Regions from separate parts of the Mus musculus genome. Here all the other regions are linked to region 3. The links are chromatin contacts, called in public Hi-C and Micro-C maps. All regions are on one chromosome and are shown on one strand. The core of a region is the stretch at or near the end of the contact, and the rest is flanking DNA. Distances in the headings are between cores, read along the strand shown. Region 1 overlaps Cspg4b (chondroitin sulfate proteoglycan 4B). Region 2 has its middle 21 kb from the start of Gm41071. Region 3 has its middle 12 kb from the start of Gm34471.

Region 1 (2,700 bases), core at 28-2,527, 210 kb after region 3:
TCCTCGATCGACACCGCTTTGTTCTGTGACTTACCAGTGTGCACGAACACCAGCTGACCCTCGTCAATCTGAGCCTGAGTGAAGTTCTGGATCCTTCTGCCAGGAGTGGACTTGAGAGCCAGATGCCCGTTGCTGGGAGGAGTGACCCAGTAGACCAAGTCCTGTGGGGAAGAGTCCCCATCTCCTGCACACAGGTCCCCTCTGGTCACCTCAGTGACAGAATTCACCCACACCTTAAAGAGAAGAGAACCAATTCCAGTCCACCCTCATCATCAGGACCGTGGACCCCACGTGAGAAGATGGAAAAACTAAACTGACTCACCCGAGGTTTTTAAAGAATGGAGTTACTTTTTACGCATATAGGTGTTTTGCCTGCACGTATGTCTATGCACCATGTACATGCCAGTGTCCGTGATTTAGATTAAAAGTTTTAACTAATTGTTTACTCAAAATTAACTACTCAATAGTGTATAGGCACTGATGTAAATATCTAGCTATACAGCCACTGGCTACAAAGCATCTTATGTGCTATCCATATGCTAAATACACCACATGGAATGCCAAACAATGCAGCAGCTACTTTCTCCGGTTGGCCTGAGGATCTCTACACACCGCTATCAGTAGCTGTGTCACCAGCTTTAAACAGTTGAAGAAGAATGCACATTGCACGTTTGCCGTTCCCTCTATTCTTCCTGTCTTACATGAAAACGAGGGCCCGCTTTCTTTGTTCTTGTGCTGTTTGCTGTACTGATGGTTCACATCTGTAACCATGGCTAAGAAACATGGCTGCTTTCTCCTCTTCCTGTTAAAAATCTATTTACACTGCCTGAACATTTCTCTGTGTGTCTCCTGTGCTCACTCAGTCTCTTGCTTATCCCCGTCTCTTCCGCACTCCATGTGTGTTCAGGTGTGTGTGTGTATGTGTGCAGATATGTTTGCATGTTCATGGGTGTGCACATGCCTGTGGAGGCCAGAGGAAAACCTAAGGTGTCTTTCTTCAGGGTGATGCACTTCGTTTATTTTTTAGACAAAGTCTCTCAGAGGGACATGAACTAGGCTGGGCTAACTGTCCAGAGAGCTCCAGGGATCTGCCCATCTTCACCTCTGAAGAACTGGGATTACAAATGCATCACTGTGGCTGGCTGATGGTTTTTTGTGGATGCTGGGGACTTTACCAACTGTACTCAACACTTAACCAAAAATATTGCTCATCCACCATGTGCCAGCAAATGTTTTGGATGCTTGCACTGTAGCAGTGAATGAAACAAAAGGAGTCATGCCTTTGTGGGCAGAGGGCAGAAAAGAACACAAGAGAGGAGGGAACAGGCCTAATAGGAATGAACAATGTAGTGAGTTATAAAATCCCTATACCACAAAAACAATGAACCACAGTAGGGGGTTCTGGGATGTAGACTATTAAAGCAGGAGGCTTGTTAGAGGAAGGCCACATAGGGCAAAAAAGAAGCCATGCACATATCTGCATATCCAGGAACAGAAAAAGAACATGGGACACTGGGGGTAGACGGGGTTGGAGGAGGGGTGAAGAGGTCATTATGGCAGAAAGAAAATAAGCAAGATAAAGAAGAAAGAAAATGTCTCAAAACACAAGAGATGGTCCACAAATCTGCACTGTCTGAATGCCACCTTGTCCTGGAGGCCAGGGGGAAAATCCAAGTACAGTCTTGACTTGTGGCCAGCCTGGCCTTTATGTCATGATGGTCTGTAGAAGCAGGAAACCAGTCAGTGGTTGACTGACTATGAGAAATCTACAAAGAATGACAGTGGGGAAGCCACAGCAGGATGGGAAGTGGGCTGGATCTGGGTGTCTGCTAACGGTGGTGAGGGCTTAGACATGAGAGTTACAGAGGAAGGAAAGGCAGGGGGCTGACAACACACTTTCCCAGTGACAAGGAAACGTTGCCCACCATTGAAAGGGAGACAGCCTCATGGGGAGTGGACAGCGGAGAGCAGGAGCTCACTGTTGCTTCTAAAATGAGTCTCACCGGATGGAATCAGATATCAGAAGTTTTAAAATCAGGGAGTCACATGATGTGGGAAATGCCCCCCCCCCCCATATTTGAATGTTTAATCACCAGGGAGTCGAACTCTTTGATAGAATTAGGAGGATTAGGAGGTGTGGCCTTGTTGAATGAAGTATGTCGCTAGGGGTGAGCTTTAAGGTTTGAAAAGCCATGTTCAGCCCATTCTCTATCTCTCTCTGTGTCTGTCTCTGTCTCTCTCTCTGTCTCTCTCTGTCTCTCTCTATATCTCTCTGTGTCTCTGTCTCTGTCTCTCTCTGTCTCTCTCTCTCTCTCTCACTGTCTCTGTCTCTCTCTCTCTCTCCCTGAGATCAGAATGTAGCTCTCAACTACTTCTCCAGCACCATGCCTGCTGCCATGCTCCCTCCCATGATAATAATGAAACTATAAGCAAGCCTCCAGATTAATGCTTTGGTTTTGTAAGAGAGGCCTTGGTCATTGTGTCTCTTCACAGTGACTAAGACACATGGCGTTTCACCAGCACCAAAACAAGTGGCTTTATCATTAGCTCAATTTTCACACCTTTACCTATGGCTATTGCTTGCAGAACACAGAGACATCATGTGCACACTCCTGAGTCTATGTGCCATCTTTACTGGCAGACCAACACTGCATCTGCTTCTATGCTTCCTAGCAGAGAATCTAAAGCTTCTCTCCTAAA
Region 2 (2,739 bases), core at 106-2,605, 150 kb after region 3:
TTACCACAGCCTATGAAATCTTGTTGTCTACTTCCAAAACATGCAGGACAGGCATTCCGATTTCAGGAGAGAAATGGTAAAAAGAAAGAGAAGCCTTAGGTAAGTCCTGAACCCAACGGGAAAAGTTCATAGAGTCAGCACTTCTCAGGAATCTTCCTTGATTCCATATCCCAGTCCCTGAATGCATTGGTGTAGTGATTAGGTCCCCAATACCTAGACAGCATCAGCCTTATGGCTTTTCTGGGTTTAGTATATATTTCAGTTCTGGCAGGCTTGAGTATTTCTTCTCCAGCTCTCCCAGTCTGGTATCGCACAGTGATAGATAGCTACAGGTCAAGGGGTTGGACATCAGTCTTCCTGTGGCTCCAGTAGGCATTACCCTGGTGAAAGCTCTGGTCCAAGCCAGGTTTCTTCTTGGGACTTGCCCAAGACATTCTTTGAATTCTCCATGGCTCTTCCACCGATGTGCTCACAGGCAGAATTAGAGCCACATGGACATCATTAAAGTGTAGGGTTTATGTCCTCCAGCTTGGTGGAGGGTCCTCTGGAATCACAGCTGGAACCATTGTAGAGCCCAGGGCTGAAATGAGGAAATAGAATCTTCTGGTACCTTTAGCAGCAAGCCCTTGGAGGGCACCCAGGGCCTGACTGCCCCCCCCCCAATACTCTGTCCTCTGAAGCCTTAGGCTTATGATAGGAAAGGCAACCTTAGAGAGGTCCCATCTGTTGGTCTAGTCTTAGCAAACAGCACCCCTCTTGCAGTTCCTAAAAGTGTGCTTTTCTCTGCCATGTGGTTTTTCACATGTGGTTTTCCACTCTGTCCATCTTTTGACTGTAAACTCAGCCCTTTTAGTCATTTTTTCAGAAAGCAATCAGAAGTAGTCATGCAACAGCCTGAACGCTTTGCTTATAAATTCCTTCTGTGCGATGTCAGTTCTACATTCCAGAAAGTCCTACTCCATGGACACTGTGCCTCCAGACTTAAAGTAGCAGATTCGTAGTAATTGTGGCCTCTGACCTGGTTCTAAGTCCTTGCTCCTCATCGCTGTCTTAGGCCTTCTCAGAATGACCTACGCCGTCCATATTTCTATTGCCATTCCTGTGACAATTGTCAGAATCCAGACCATACTTCTGTTCAGAACATGTCTCCCCTTAGTAGTCTCTTCACTAAAGAAAATGGCATAGTCTGGGGAATCGCTAATCCCAGGAGAATCGTAGGCAGCAGTCTCGCTTTTCCAAGAAAGTTCCCAGCTCTCAGGTTGCCAGACTCCTCAGTCAGCAGAAGGCTATCAGTGGAACATGTCCTTCAAGCAGCACATTCCTACCCAAGAATTCCCTTTCTTCTCCCCGCCACCAAGAACCAGGGTCAATATGATTCATAAAACCTCTCACCCCTTTCTCTAAGATAACTAAGGGACCTACACTCTGTCCTGTTGACCTGAACTCTCATCAGATTCCCCTCCTGTGATCTTGATCTAGGGCATTTGGCCTGAAAACCCCCACCATGTTGTCTGTGTTTGTGGATGTTCATGGCATTGACAATTCTTCTAATAAACTTCTCACTCAAAGGGACAATTCTTGTCATTGTTACCCTTAAACCCCAGACTCAAGATCTTTCTACAGTTACATAAGAAATATCTACAGTCTCCCATCCAAGTTCAAACCAGGCCCCACCTTGCTTAGCTTCCAAGATCAGACAAGATTCGGCTGAGGAAAGGAGGAAGAGTGGGTCTGAGGGAGAGGGGAAGCATGGGAGAAGAGACTGCGGAGAGAGGAGGGAGGGGAAACTGTGGTCTGGATATAATATGAGAGAGGGGGAGGGGGAGAGGGGGGAGGGAGAGGGGGGAGGGAGAGGGGGGAGGGAGAGGGGGGAGGGAGAGGGAGAGGGAGAGGGAGAGGGAGAGAGGGAGAGGGAGAGGGATCATATGGTGTTTCAGACATTCCCTCTTCTTCCTGTCTTCTGAGCCTTTAAACCTCCACTCCCAGCAATGCAAGCTTTATCCAGTCTGTTCCTTTAGATTTCACCATCATGTGACCGTTACCTAGTTCCCAAACCACTCCAAATTTTCAGGTGTTTGCTGTCTAGTGCATTTTCAGTGGCTGTAACTGGACACCACAGACTGATGAAGTTATAGACAATATCTTTTTATTCTGGGACCCTAGCAATTCAAGGTCAGAGAGTCTTTACACAAATGAGTGCTTTCTTCAGAGTCCCAAGGTAGCACAAAGTGCTGTCACGTGCTGTGGTAGAGTAAGCAAGCCAGAAAGGTCACTTTTAAAACAAAGCCACTTCTATAATAATCCACCACTTCATCAATTCTTTAATACTCCATTCATCAGAGCATAAGCCCTCAAGACTGTATCACTTCCCAGAGTATGCTTCAGCATCATTTTCCCTTCATGTCATCACACTGAGGTCCTTCTGCTCAAGCAATACCTCTGCTCCAAGCTCCTGTTCTTGTTCAGACCCATCCACACTGGACTAAAGCCCACATAACAATCGTATTTTAGCTCACTTATTCTGCCAAGGTTCACTCTCCAAAACATAGTCATATTTGAAATAATAAGAACTAAGACTTAACCATGATTAGGGATAAAACAATTTAGCAGATAACAGGGACAATTCTCAAAGCCATTTGCGTCATTAGATGTCAGTGTCTAGCGGTGGGTTCGATATCAAATGCTTAATAATTTCTCAGTATTTCTTTTTTTAATGTGGTGGGTAAAGATTAAGCAAGT
Region 3 (2,712 bases), core at 62-2,561:
ATGAACAACCTGCTCTGTCTTGTACACACATCTTCCCTGAATCCTGGTCCTTAGTCGTTGGCCAACTTGGACCAAGAGCCAATTTCATTGGTAAAATGACCATAGAGAGCTCAGTCAATAAAAGATGGCCAAGTTAATTTGTGAGCAGTTAACAATTCAACCTTCAATTTGCTCAGGGAAGGATTTTGGTTGCTAGAATTATAATTCACTTTATACCATCAATGCTTTGTTCTTTTAGTCAGTACAGAAGAGATTGTCCTTCACTGACCCAGGAGGTTGCAGTGCAAAGAAATCACAATAAGACTTTAAAGGGTCTGTTTGCAACTTGGATTTAAGGATTTCCTGAAACTTGAATTTTTTTTAAAACATAAAAGCTAACCATGGTTAACTTTAATCAATACTATTTAGGTTAGAATACAATTCTATGGGCCAAACTCTGTGGGTCCTTCCAACTAATCTCCAAATGTGTAAATGGTCTTACCTCTTTATCCTAATTCACCTTATAATTGGAAAGTCTACTCATGCACAAGTTACAGTTGATTAATTCCAATAGAGGAAGACAGTAAATGGGACAAGGAGTCCATAAGTCGGTCCCTCCCTGGTAGTTTTTGAATACAGATGTATCTAAACCCTTGCTCAACACCTTGGCTCCATTCTGTCATAGGGTTTCCAATATCCTGCTTTTAACTCCTGCCTAGTCACTGTAAAATCACATTTTTCTATACTATCTGTTGCTTTACATCATTTAACACCACTATTTCACGATCTATCAAGATCTATGACAGCATACAAGACACAAACAGTGTTCTCTCTTATTTTGATGATTGGGAAAGAAAAGCCTGAAATGCAGAAGAGATCCACAAGCAGACTGGCCACTCTCCTGGGCTTCTTTGAAATCAAGATTATTTTGGGGGTACAACCCAGTTGGGTACTTAAGGGTGTCTCGAAGAATTACGTCTTCTTAACTCCTGAAGATAAGTGGGTCAGTTCTTCAACTTGGCAAATTAGCTACCTTTGGGAACTAAACAGTCATAATAAAAGCTCTGGCTGAAACTTAATGACGTAGGCTGAGCTACGAGCCAACTTTATGCCAGTGAAATATTTATCCCTGTCTTGTATTTGTTGGCAGCACATGGTACTGAGATCACAGCAAATTCAATAACAAATTCTACAAGGCAGCTTGAAGCAAGCAAAAAAATATATATATATTGGCTCATGAAGCAGGCAGCAAGAGGCTGCCAGGCTAACCACTGGCATGAGGGGCTGGTACTCAGGCTGGGATGGACAGTGGGTGGGAGACAGGAAGCACCGCAGTACTTGCGTCTGTCTAGAGGGAATTGTTCTCTGTAGTGAGACAGGGCTTTACCCAGCAGAGTGTGTCCCACCCTGCCTGCTCGGGACACAAAATTGTGAAAACAAACCACAGAATGTGCATAGAAGAGCTGGGGCACACTCAGATCGTCTTAGAAGAAGAGCAGATGGGGGAAAGGATTGTGACTTAACCCAGAAGAATGGAGTTACTCACAGCCACAGGCGTCTGTTTTCCCTCTGAAGTGGATGTTATCAGCTTGGTTTTCCATTCCAGAAAACACAATAGACGTTGGGGCTGTGGGGTGTAGTTCAGTTAATAGAGTGCTTACATGGATTTGATCTGAAGCCCTGGGTTTGATTTCTAATAAGAAAATCATAAAGTAGGTGTGGTGGTACATGCCTATAGTCTCAGGGCTGGGGATGTGGAGAAATTGGGCTACTTAGCAAGTCCAGGGCCAGCACAGGATATTAGTGACTCTATCTCATAAAACAAAACAAAGCCCAAAACGACAAAAATACTGCAGCAGGCCCTCTGGTTCTCTTGAATGGTTTCTACCCTTTCACTTGTCTACTTTACTAGCAAGGATCCCAACAACAAATACAGACAGGGTTTTACTTAAGGATGTTGTGTCATGATAGCAGTCCCCAGAGGTCCAAGCCTCCCTCCCTTTCCTGCCTCTCATATCTTATCCTAGTACTAGACTGACTCTATAGTCAGATCGAATGACAACCATCAGATGGAAAGAAGTCCCTTCTCATGTCAGCGGTGCCAGTAGCACTGTTATGGGAGCCAGCCATTCCAGCATCTTGCCTTTTTCTGTCCCACCCCACTAAATTCAAATACCTGTGAAATAGAGGATAAAAATCATTCACTCTCTATAAGGTGCCTCTTATGATGGGGCTGGAGGGATGCTTAGTGTTCACTTAGGAGACCTGACTTAAGTTTTCAGCATTCACATTGGGCAGCTCACCACTGCTTAGAACTCCCGCCCTACAGGACCCAGTTCCTCTGGTCTGCAGGCACCTGTATTTGTGTGCACATACCCACACATAGACATGCACATATGCCCATAATTGAAAATAAGACAAATCTTTTAAATGTAATTTCACTACCCCATGGATGGCTTAGTGGTGACGTCTTCTTTGGGGGGGGGGGGCAGATTTTTTGTACCTTTACTGAAGTAGCCTGAGGGCAGGAAAAGAGCAACCCTGGCAGAGGAAAGGGACCTAGAAGAGGAAGAAAGTAGGAGGAAATTGCGAGTTCATTTGGCTCAGGGCTGGCCTGCTTAGCTAGTTTGATTGCTATAGGTATCTACTTGAGGACAGTGACCAGTAAAGAGCTCCTTTACTCAGTGCGAGCCTGTTCAACTATTAAAGGCATGGCTCAAGAACAAAGAAGTG

What was found. Hi-C and Micro-C count contacts between places; a contact is called where the count stands out from the background.
Region 1: a contact with region 3 is called in a Micro-C map of muscle stem cells, with 6 times the contacts expected there. The contact joins two enhancer-like sites. A contact is called at or near these places in 13 of 484 Hi-C or Micro-C datasets (the 3T3-L1 cell line, 3T3-L1-derived adipocytes, the HL-1 cell line and 8 more), 3 of 115 datasets of contacts at active chromatin or transcription factors (embryonic fibroblasts, fibro-adipogenic progenitors and vascular smooth muscle cells) and 3 of 9 other capture datasets (adipose tissue, embryonic stem cells and liver).
Region 2: a Hi-C map of adipose-derived mesenchymal stem cells shows a contact between it and region 3, with 1.6 times the contacts expected there. The contact joins two enhancer-like sites. A contact is called at or near these places in 1 of 484 Hi-C or Micro-C datasets (adipose-derived mesenchymal stem cells) and 4 of 115 datasets of contacts at active chromatin or transcription factors (embryonic stem cells, fibro-adipogenic progenitors and heart atrium).

What each region holds. Positions count from the first base shown.
Region 1 is chr13:113,339,903-113,342,602 of GRCm38.p6, reverse strand. It overlaps Cspg4b (chondroitin sulfate proteoglycan 4B), which reads right to left. Exons shown (of 10, transcript NM_001378698.1): 6 at 35-233. Among named protein-coding and RNA genes, the nearest start is that of Gm41070, 23 kb to the left of the region's middle. Within about 2 kb of position 1,277, at least 32 of the 459 cell types and tissues checked have an H3K27ac peak or open chromatin away from gene starts, as enhancers often do. A contact at or near this core is called in embryonic fibroblasts, fibro-adipogenic progenitors and muscle stem cells, where this site is marked.
Region 2 is chr13:113,402,072-113,404,810 of GRCm38.p6, reverse strand. No RefSeq gene overlaps it. Among named protein-coding and RNA genes, the nearest start is that of Gm41071, 21 kb to the left of the region's middle. Within about 2 kb of position 1,355, at least 32 of the 459 cell types and tissues checked have an H3K27ac peak or open chromatin away from gene starts, as enhancers often do. A contact at or near this core is called in adipose-derived mesenchymal stem cells, where this site is marked.
Region 3 is chr13:113,549,865-113,552,576 of GRCm38.p6, reverse strand. No RefSeq gene overlaps it. Among named protein-coding and RNA genes, the nearest start is that of Gm34471, 12 kb to the right of the region's middle. Within about 2 kb of position 1,311, at least 71 of the 459 cell types and tissues checked have an H3K27ac peak or open chromatin away from gene starts, as enhancers often do. A contact at or near this core is called in adipose-derived mesenchymal stem cells, embryonic fibroblasts, fibro-adipogenic progenitors and 1 more, where this site is marked.